Regions from separate parts of the Mus musculus genome. Here all the other regions are linked to region 2. Evidence: chromatin contacts called from public promoter capture Hi-C data. All regions are on one chromosome and are shown on one strand. The core of a region is the stretch at or near the end of the contact, and the rest is flanking DNA. Distances in the headings are between cores, read along the strand shown. Region 1 overlaps Jup (junction plakoglobin). Region 2 holds the start of Dhx58 (DEXH (Asp-Glu-X-His) box polypeptide 58). Region 3 holds the start of Tubg2 (tubulin, gamma 2).

What was found. Promoter capture Hi-C pulls out the DNA fragments that hold promoters and counts their contacts.
Region 1: a contact with region 2 is called in a promoter capture Hi-C map of embryonic stem cells, with 3 times the contacts expected there. The contact joins the enhancer-like site here to the promoter of Dhx58 in region 2. A contact is called at or near these places in 15 of 39 promoter capture datasets (the 3T3-L1 cell line, the C10 cell line, the HPC-7 cell line and 10 more), 6 of 15 datasets of contacts at CTCF or cohesin (the NIH/3T3 cell line, embryonic stem cells, large pre-B cells and 2 more), 90 of 484 Hi-C or Micro-C datasets (B cells, the Ba/F3 cell line, the C2C12 cell line and 45 more), 13 of 115 datasets of contacts at active chromatin or transcription factors (bone marrow-derived dendritic cells, embryonic stem cells, forebrain and 4 more) and 4 of 9 other capture datasets (adipose tissue, embryonic stem cells, liver and 1 more).
Region 3: a contact with region 2 is called in a promoter capture Hi-C map of the C10 cell line, with 3 times the contacts expected there. The contact joins the promoter of Tubg2 here to the promoter of Dhx58 in region 2. A contact is called at or near these places in 3 of 39 promoter capture datasets (the C10 cell line, the HPC-7 cell line and neural stem cells), 1 of 15 datasets of contacts at CTCF or cohesin (large pre-B cells), 1 of 115 datasets of contacts at active chromatin or transcription factors (bone marrow-derived dendritic cells) and 1 of 9 other capture datasets (embryonic stem cells).

The regions. Positions count from the first base shown.
Region 1 is chr11:100,374,661-100,377,653 of GRCm38.p6, reverse strand. It overlaps Jup (junction plakoglobin), which reads left to right. Exons shown (of 14, transcript NM_010593.2): 9 at 656-931. Among named protein-coding and RNA genes, the nearest start is that of Hap1, 20 kb to the right of the region's middle. Within about 2 kb of position 1,408, at least 33 of the 459 cell types and tissues checked have an H3K27ac peak or open chromatin away from gene starts, as enhancers often do. A contact at or near this core is called in the C2C12 cell line, adipose tissue, embryonic stem cells and 2 more, where this site is marked.
Region 2 is chr11:100,703,015-100,705,889 of GRCm38.p6, reverse strand. Dhx58 (DEXH (Asp-Glu-X-His) box polypeptide 58) reads left to right here and starts at 1,619. Exons shown (of 13, transcript NM_030150.2): 1 at 1,619-1,719; 2 at 1,821-1,989; 3 at 2,195-2,396; 4 at 2,621-2,811. The coding sequence starts at 1,822. Kat2a (K(lysine) acetyltransferase 2A) reads left to right here. Exons shown (of 18, transcript NM_001038010.2): 16 at 66-129; 17 at 230-314; 18 at 459-1,144. The coding sequence ends at 652.
Region 3 is chr11:101,154,614-101,157,489 of GRCm38.p6, reverse strand. It overlaps Tubg2 (tubulin, gamma 2), which reads right to left and starts at 1,606. Exons shown (of 11, transcript NM_134028.2): 1 at 1,322-1,606; 2 at 930-1,042; 3 at 570-737; 4 at 1-38. The coding sequence starts at 1,370.

The sequences.
Region 1 (2,993 bases), core at 159-2,658, 330 kb after region 2:
GTTCTGTAGACCAGGCTGGCCTCGAACTCACAGAGATTCTTCTGCCTCTGCCTCCCGAGTACGGGGGATTGAAGGTGTTTGTCACCATTCCTGACTCTGGCTATTTTTTGAAACAAGGACCCTGAGATGTAACCCAGGCTGTCCTTAGACTTTCAATCCTCCTGCCTCAGGCTCCTGACTGCTGAGAATACTATAGACATGTCCCACCTTAGCAATCTAGTTCCTTTATTACTATTATTATTATTAAAAAAAAAAGTACAGTCTCAGGTATCCCAAGCTAACCTCAGATTGTAGCCAAGGTTCGCCTTGATCCTCCTGCCTCAGCCTCTCCCTACTTGCTGGGGTAAGTTCTGTGCCATCACACCCACTCTGTGCGGTGCTGGGTATCCAACCCTTTGTGTGTCCTAACTGAGCTAAAGCCCCAACCTTAGCTCTAGATTCCTTCAGTTCTGTGCCTACAGCCCCGCCCACAAGCCCCCAGTTCCGTTCCAGGAGTAGCCAGGATGCTCCTGACTCTGCGGTTGTTGCTGAAGTGGGACTCAGATTCAGAAGAGATGACAGGAAGGACAAAATACCTAAAGCCGGGGATCAGGGATCCTCCAGATGTTTAAGGACTACCCGCCCCTCCACTCATCACTGCCTCCTTTCTTGCCAGGCAACTATTGGCCTGATCCGGAACCTGGCTCTGTGCCCAGCCAACCATGCCCCTCTGCAGGAGGCCGCGGTCATTCCCCGCCTCGTCCAGCTGTTGGTCAAGGCCCACCAGGACGCCCAGCGCCATGTGGCTGCAGGCACCCAGCAGCCCTACACGGATGGTGTGAGGATGGAGGAGATCGTGGAAGGCTGCACCGGAGCCCTGCACATCCTCGCCCGGGATCCCATGAACCGCATGGAGATCTTCCGGCTCAACACCATTCCCCTGTTTGTCCAGGTGAGTCCGGTACAGATGGGCAGATCTGTCCCCAGGTGCTGCTGAGGGGTTTGGAATGTGTGGGCCAGGAGTAGTCTAGGTCTGTGTAGAGAAGGGTGGATAAGTGGCTTTCCGAACTTAGATCACGAGAGCCTTCTTGAAGTGCAGCCACATGCAGACATGAAGAGCATCTGCAGATTCAAGAAACAGGAAAGGGACAAACATGGAACCTAGGAGCCAGCGCCTCAGCACACCGGAGCTCATTAACACTGGGTCCTAACAGTGTGGTGCTCACAGAGTCAACAAGTGGCTCCCAGGTGGCTCATAAGCAGAATGCTCGGCCCAGGAATTTACAGAAATGAAATTTAGCTCCCAGTGAGAGGCCATTTTCCACTGTCAAATTGGCCAGCTTGAGGGTTGGATAAACTGAGCGTCTTGGGTCTCGCCTACTTGGGGGAAGGGCAGTCTGGGAGCTATCCTTTGGCCTGGAATTCAGATGGGACTCTCTCTTGGGGAAAATCATTTAGCATAACTGAACCGAGATAACTACTGCAGACACAGCTGTTAAAAACAAGCCCTTTGTCTAATGGTGAGGAAGTAGTTTTGAAGGAAACCACTGGGTGTGGTGGTACATGCTTCTCATTCCAGCTCTGAGGAGCGGAGGCAGGAGGATTAGCCATGCAAGACCAGCCTTGGATATACTCAGTGAGCTCAAGGCTAGCCTGGGTTATCTTTGACTTTAAAAATAATCTGGTGGCGCATGCCTTTAATCCCAGCACTTGGGAGGCAGAGACAGGTGGATTTCTGAGTTTGAGGCCAGCCTGGTCTACAGAGTGAGTTCCAGGACAGCCAGGGCTATACAGAGAAACCCTGAAAAACCAAAAAAAAAAAAAAAAATCTAAAGAATGGCAGTGTGTGATATTGCCCTGGGGAGGCTGAGACTGGGGCATTGAGAGACAGTTCTAGGGTAGCCTGGGCTAATAGCAAGACCTTATCTTTTAAACAAAATAGAAGAATGCTTTAATATGTCATACTGCCATGTGCAGTGAGGCCTCACAAATCATGGGATGCATTTGTTTTGCTTTGTGGCCCTGGGGATTGAGTCAGGGCCAAGCTCAGGGGCAAGAACTCTACCCCCAAGCTACATCCCCAGCCCAAGATTTTTTTTTTCCTTTGAAAATATTTTTTATCAGTTTTCAGAGTTAAGGTCTCATCCTGACCTACCTTCAGTGGAATGAACTCATAGGTTTGTAGGACAGACTTTGAACTAATACACAGGAACGTGCCTTATTCTACCATGGCAGGCAGAAATCAGCATTATTGGTGGGGCTGGGAGATGACTGCCAGTGGGGCTTTGCCGTGCATCCTCGAGGAGCTGAGATCAGATTCCCAGCACTCAGGTGCTGCAGCAGCTTTTAACCCGAGCAGCGTGGGAGGAGCGGAGACAGGAGGAGTGAGCCTTGCCAGACCTGGAGCTGCAGGTTCAGAGACAGACCCTGCCTGAAAAATTGAGACGCAACAGAAGGGAACATGTGACTCCAACCTCTGATCATCATACACAAGAACATACACTCAAGTGCACACGTGCCCCAAAACACAGTCACCACGATACACACATATAGAGACACATGCGAACATACCTATAGCGAGATTGGGCACACCTTTAATCCCAGCACTCAGGAGGCAGAGGCAGGTGCAACTCTGTGAGTTTCAGGCCAGCCTGGTCTACAAAGGGAATCCAGGACAGCCAGGGCTATTATACAGAGAAATACTGCCTGGAAAAACAAAAGCATATATGCATATACATAAACATACATATATATGGTATATATGTAGTATATTTATATATACTATACTATATACTATAGCATATACTATATATATGTAGTATATTTATATAATACACATAGTATATATTATACTACATATAGCATATATAGTATATACTATATATTATATTTTCTGTAGTATATTATATGCTATATATTTATATATGCAATATGCTCTAATATATAATTATATATAATATAAAATACATAATATATAATAAGACGGTGATAAAATGTACTGGTCATGTGCTGAC
Region 2 (2,875 bases), core at 370-2,869:
TGTGTGTGTTTGTGTAGTAGGGCAAGAAGGACCCAGACCTCAGCCTCGGTATCTGTCATTTCCAGCAAGGAGCTTAAGGATCCTGATCAGCTATATACGACCCTCAAAAACCTGCTGGCTCAGATCAAGGTGGGAGGCCAAGGTCTTCTTGTCGGTAACTGAAGTGGGTGGCGGTCTTCGGTTGGGCGGTGAACACTGGGCCTGTCCTCAGCTCCTCTCTTCTCTCTAGTCACACCCCAGTGCCTGGCCCTTCATGGAACCTGTGAAGAAGTCAGAGGCTCCTGACTACTACGAGGTTATCCGTTTCCCCATTGGTGAGGACCCTTGTACTCACTCCCCAGCCTAAGCCCCCAGTCTTGACAGGGTAGCCTGACTCCTGTCTGCATGTACCATGGTGGGCAGCCCCAGTTACAGCCCTTCACCTCTTAAAGTCATGTGCCTTCTCTCTCGTGACCCAGACCTGAAGACCATGACAGAACGGTTGCGCAGTCGCTACTATGTGACCCGGAAGCTCTTCGTAGCTGACCTGCAGCGGGTCATCGCCAACTGCCGGGAGTACAATCCCCCAGACAGCGAATACTGTCGCTGCGCCAGTGCCCTGGAGAAGTTCTTCTACTTCAAGCTCAAAGAGGGAGGGCTCATCGACAAGTAGCCCCCAGCTGGGATCCGCAACATCCACCTCCATCTCCTCAGATCCGTTTGGGGGCTCCCGGCCCCCTCTCCCGGACTCAGCTGGAGAAACTCCAGCCAGGGACCCCAGATCTTACAGACTTTCTGGCCAGCAGGCACTCACTCCCAAGCCAGCAGCTCTCTTTCCACCTTCCTTGCATCCCACCTTGGGGAGACGTCTGGTCTGGGGCCAGCCCGTTGTAGAATGTCTGGTGGCCAGGGCATGAACTGTTGGTCCTTATAGAGCCATGCAGGCTGAGCATCCTGAGCCTGGTCCCCATGCCTGTTTCCCAGGGCCAGGACTATTCAGTGAGTAGCCTTCACATGGAAACAGCCCAGACTGGAGGAACCATGAGGGGCCTTGGCTTATCCTACACTGTTGTCTATCTGTCCCTCCAGGATTGGGGGCAGGAGGACCATTCATTCCTTGGCATTAATCCCTCGGAGGGAACAATAAAGCTTTTTTTTTCCCCTGTGTGATTGTTTTTTGGGGGGGGGGTCCGGCTTTAGACTTAGCAGGCTGACCTTTGCTTCTCGAGTCCTGACTCTTCTAACCTGAAAGCCTAACTTCAGGCTACACTGGTGCCACTGACCCCTGCAATATATAGTGGGGTGATGGACCTGGCTGACTGCCGTCCCTCACCTCCTCTGCTTCAATAACTTCCAGCCTGTCTCCCCTGCAAAGGGAGAGCAAGAGCTTGTCCTTAATGCCTGCCTATTTCCTGACTCCTGGTCCAGGAAACAGGCAGCCAAGGTCAGCCCCTCCAGGCCTTAAGCTCAGCCCAGATGGACAGGGTTACTGCCAACTGAAAACAGATGAGGAAATAGGGAACCCAGGAGCAGTGACTGTCAGCATCTCCCTTGCCAGTCTTCAATTTTTTTTTTTTTTTTTTTTTTTTTTTGATGGCTGGGTTGGGCTCCAGCTCTGGCTGGCTCCTCCCCTTGTTTCAGTTTCATTTCTAGAGCTCCAGAAACCTCCGCAGAGACCAGCCTAGTCTGCTGCTATTCATTTCCAAACCCCATCCTAATCCTGGCCAGTGCAGGCTCCAGGTAGTTATCTACGAGTTCTTGGCTAAGAACAGCCTCTGAAGCTTACTGGGCTGGCTGGGAGGAAGGGGACAGTACGTGTTCTGATCTCTCTGCCATTCCAGAATGGAGCTGCGACCCTACCAGTGGGAAGTGATCTTACCTGCTCTGGAGGGCAAGAATATCATTATATGGCTGCCCACGGGTGCTGGGAAGACCCGGGCAGCTGCCTTTGTAGCCAAGAGGCATCTAGAGACGGTAGACAGAGGCAAGGTGGTGGTACTGGTCAATAGGGTGAGTGGTCTGCCCTTCCCAAAGTGGGGTCTCTTAGCTCATCTCTTCTAGACGACCGCTCTGCCAGGTCTCCTCTCCTTGGTTCAGGAGATGGCTGGGTCCTGACATCTTGCTCCTCCCACCTTCCCCCACCCCAACTCCCAACAACTGCCATTTTCCACCCCCCACCCCAATCCAAGTTCTCTTCATTACTCTTCACTCCTAGGTACACCTGGTGAGCCAGCACGCCGAGGAGTTCAGGCGCATGCTGGATAAACACTGGACTGTAACAACCCTGAGTGGGGACATGGGATCCCGAGCTGGCTTTGGCCTGATGGCTCGGAGCCACGACCTGCTCATCTGTACGGCAGAGTTGTTACAGTTGGCACTCAACAGCTCTGAGGAGGATGAACACGTAGAGCTCAGAGGTGAGGGGGAAAGCCGTGACCTGCTCACAGGACGTGCTCCTGGGCAAGCAAGCCTCCTTCCTCTAGCCCAGCCTCGCTTTCATTCCTACCTGCTCCCTGTCTGGGACCCAGCCCAAAGTAGGGAAGGGAAGAGGAAAACTTCAGAGAAAAATGAGGGCTTCACAAAAGTGCTATGAGAAAGAAGCAGCAGCAGCAGCCGTCCACTGTCTCTCATGTGCCCCCAGAATTCTCGCTGATTGTGGTGGACGAGTGTCACCACACCCACAAGGACACCGTCTACAACACCATCTTGAGCCGGTACCTAGAACAGAAGCTGAAGAAGGCAGAGCCCCTCCCCCAGGTCCTGGGTCTCACAGCCTCCCCAGGCACTGGAGGGGCCACCAAGCTCCAAGGGGCCATTGATCACATCCTACAGGTCAGCTGAGCCCCTCCCACCATAGATCTTTGCTTGTCTTGCCTCCCAGTCCTACCAAATATAC
Region 3 (2,876 bases), core at 357-2,856, 450 kb before region 2:
TCTATAATGTCAAAGATGTCCTCGTGAATTTTCTCACCCTGTATGTAGACATGGGGAAGGGAAAGTCAGACCAAAGGTTCTTTCTTCTCAGCACCAAGATCTCCACCCATTGTCTCCGTTGCCATCCTGAAACTGAGCTTCCCAACCAGAATCTCTCTCAACCCAGAAATGCTACTTTGTGAACGATTTGCATAAAATTTACATAACCTTCCCTAGCAGTCCCTCCTCTCAACATACCCATTTGTCTCTTTATTTCTTTCTTTTTTTTTTTTTTTTTTTTTTTTTTTTAAAGATTTATTTATTATTATATGTAAATACACTGTAGCTGTCTTCAGACACACCAGAAGAGGGAGTCAGATCTTGTTAGGGATGGTTGTGAGCCACCATGTGGTTGCTGGGATTTGAACTCTGGACCTTCAGAAGAGCAGTCGGGTGCTCCTACCCACTGAGCCATCTCACCAGCCCCCGTCTCTTTATTTCTTGCAAGTCTAACCTGGACGGATCCCCAGACTGGCTTGAGCCTTTCCTTATCCTAGGCTAGGATTACCAAGGAACTCTAGGAGTGACACCTGGGAGAATCCTCTGCCCCAGTTGTTGCCAGCTCCTCCGCCATGCTCCGACAGGTAGATGTTCTCCGGGTTGTAGAGCTTAGCATAGGAGGAGTTGAGGATGGAATGGATCACCCGGGGCTCCAGGTCCAGCAGCACAGCCCGGGGGATGTAGTGCTCATCATCTGCCTGTCAGAGGTAAGCCAGGATGGGTCAAGTCCTGAAGCCTCCCAACTCTGGCTCCTGCAGGCCCTCCCTTAAGATAGCCACTCTGTTCCCATCCATCCACTCAGAGAGTTTCCCAGCACCAGATCGCGCTGCCAGTCCCTTCAGGTCCCCATGGTCCTGGTCAAGTCACTGGGGGGGAGGGGCGGGGGGCACCTGGTAGAAAAAGACATCCTTTCGGTCAGTGCCCTCGGTGGCGAACTCCTCTACGATGCCCTCGGGGCTGATTCCATGTTCAGCACACAGCTGTTTCCAGAACTCGAACCCAACTGGGGGAGGAGGAAGAGGCCCAAGTCTGCTACAGCTTTAAGGCCTGAGGAGCCCAGGCTCAGAGGCTATTACATTCCAGAAGGTGACCCAAGACACCTGGGTCTGGAAGTTGTCACAGCCCAGGGCTAAGGAGGCAGCTCTTGCCTGGATCATCATGCGCAATAGAAAAGGTGGATCATGGGAAGGACAAAGGGGATTGATGGGTACCAGGCACTTGAGTGCAGCCTGAGGGATTGAACCAGAGGGATAGAAGCGGGGCACCGTGGTCGCTTGCTCACTCTGGTTGCCGCACTGGCCCAGCTGCAGGGTGATGATCTCCCGGGGCATCGCCGATCAGACCTAGCTCGTCCGCCCCGGCCTGGCGGCGGGGGTCACGACTGAGAGGAACTCCTGCCAGCCGGAGGCGCAGGACATGGGGAACGCGCTGTCGACTGATGTTTTGACGCGGGCGCTGGGTCTGCGCGTGTGCAGTGTGGGCCTCTCCGCAGCCGGCGGGCGGCAGAGCCCATCCTGGGCATCATTTTCTCTCTTAGCAATTGCAGCTGGAATTCAGCACAGGCGCAGAGCGAGGCCACGCTTCCTGTCACTATGTGCGCTTGCGCACGGTAACATTTGGCCAGCCGAGGATCCCCAGGGGTGTGGGGGAGGGAAGGGAGAAGTGGCCAGGTGGATGCACCAAGTGTGGGAGTCACCTGCCTACACCTGCCGGATATGCTAAATTGAGGGGCTACATTTAAGCCAACTCTTTTCAAGTGAGCATGCAAGGGAAGTGCTACTATATGTGGGTGTACATGTATGTGTGTTTACATATATTCTTTTTTTTTTTTTCTTTTTGGTTTTTCAAGACAGGTTTCTCTGTGTAGCCTTGTCTGTCCTGGAACTCACTCTATAGACCAGACTGCCTCAAACTCATAGATCTGCCTACCTCAGCCTCCCGAGTGCTGGGATTAAAAGCGTTCAGCTATTTTCATATTCTTACACTATGAAAAATACAAAGTTTGTCAGCTGGGACCAGGTGTGGTGGCTCGTGCCTTTAATCCCCAGCACTTGGGAGACAGTGGGAGGCAGATCTCTGTGAGTTCTAGGTCATCCTGTTTAGTGAATATCAGGCCAGCTGGAGCTACATAGTGAGACCCTGGGTAATAAAATAAGTCATCTCAGGCTGGCAGGTGTCATAAAGGCCCTTACTGCCAAGCCTGACCACATCGGAGTTTGATTGCAGGGTCCTCATGGTGGAAATAAGGAATCAAGAACGAACTCCTGGATTATCCTTTGACCTCTCTATATGCGTACTCTTGGAGTATGCAAACCTGCAAGGAATAAATAAATAAATGTAATTAGAAAGTACGTCCAGACACTGGTTTAAGTTCGGGGACCCCAGTGGAGAAATCAGGGCAAGGACTGAAGGAGGCTGAAGGGATTTGCAGCCCCATAGGAAGAACAACAGTATCAACCAAACAGAACCCCCTCCCCCAAAGCTCCCAAGGACTAAATCACTAACCAAAGAGAACACATTGGGGGACCCATGGCATAGCTGGATATGTAGCAGAGGATGGCCTTGTTATACATCAATGGGAGGGGAGCCCCTTGGTCCTGTGGAGGCTCAATGGTCCAGGGTAGGGGAATGACAGAGTGCTGAGGCAGGAGTGGGTAGGTGGGTGGGGGAGCACCCTCATAGAGGCAGGGGGAAGAGGAAAGGGGATAGGGAGTTTGTGGAGGGGAAACTGGGAGGGGGGATAACATTTGAAATGTCAATAAAATAACCAATAAAAATGAAAATATAGGGGCTGGAGAGATGGCTCAGTGGTTAAGAGCACTGACTGCTCTTCTGAA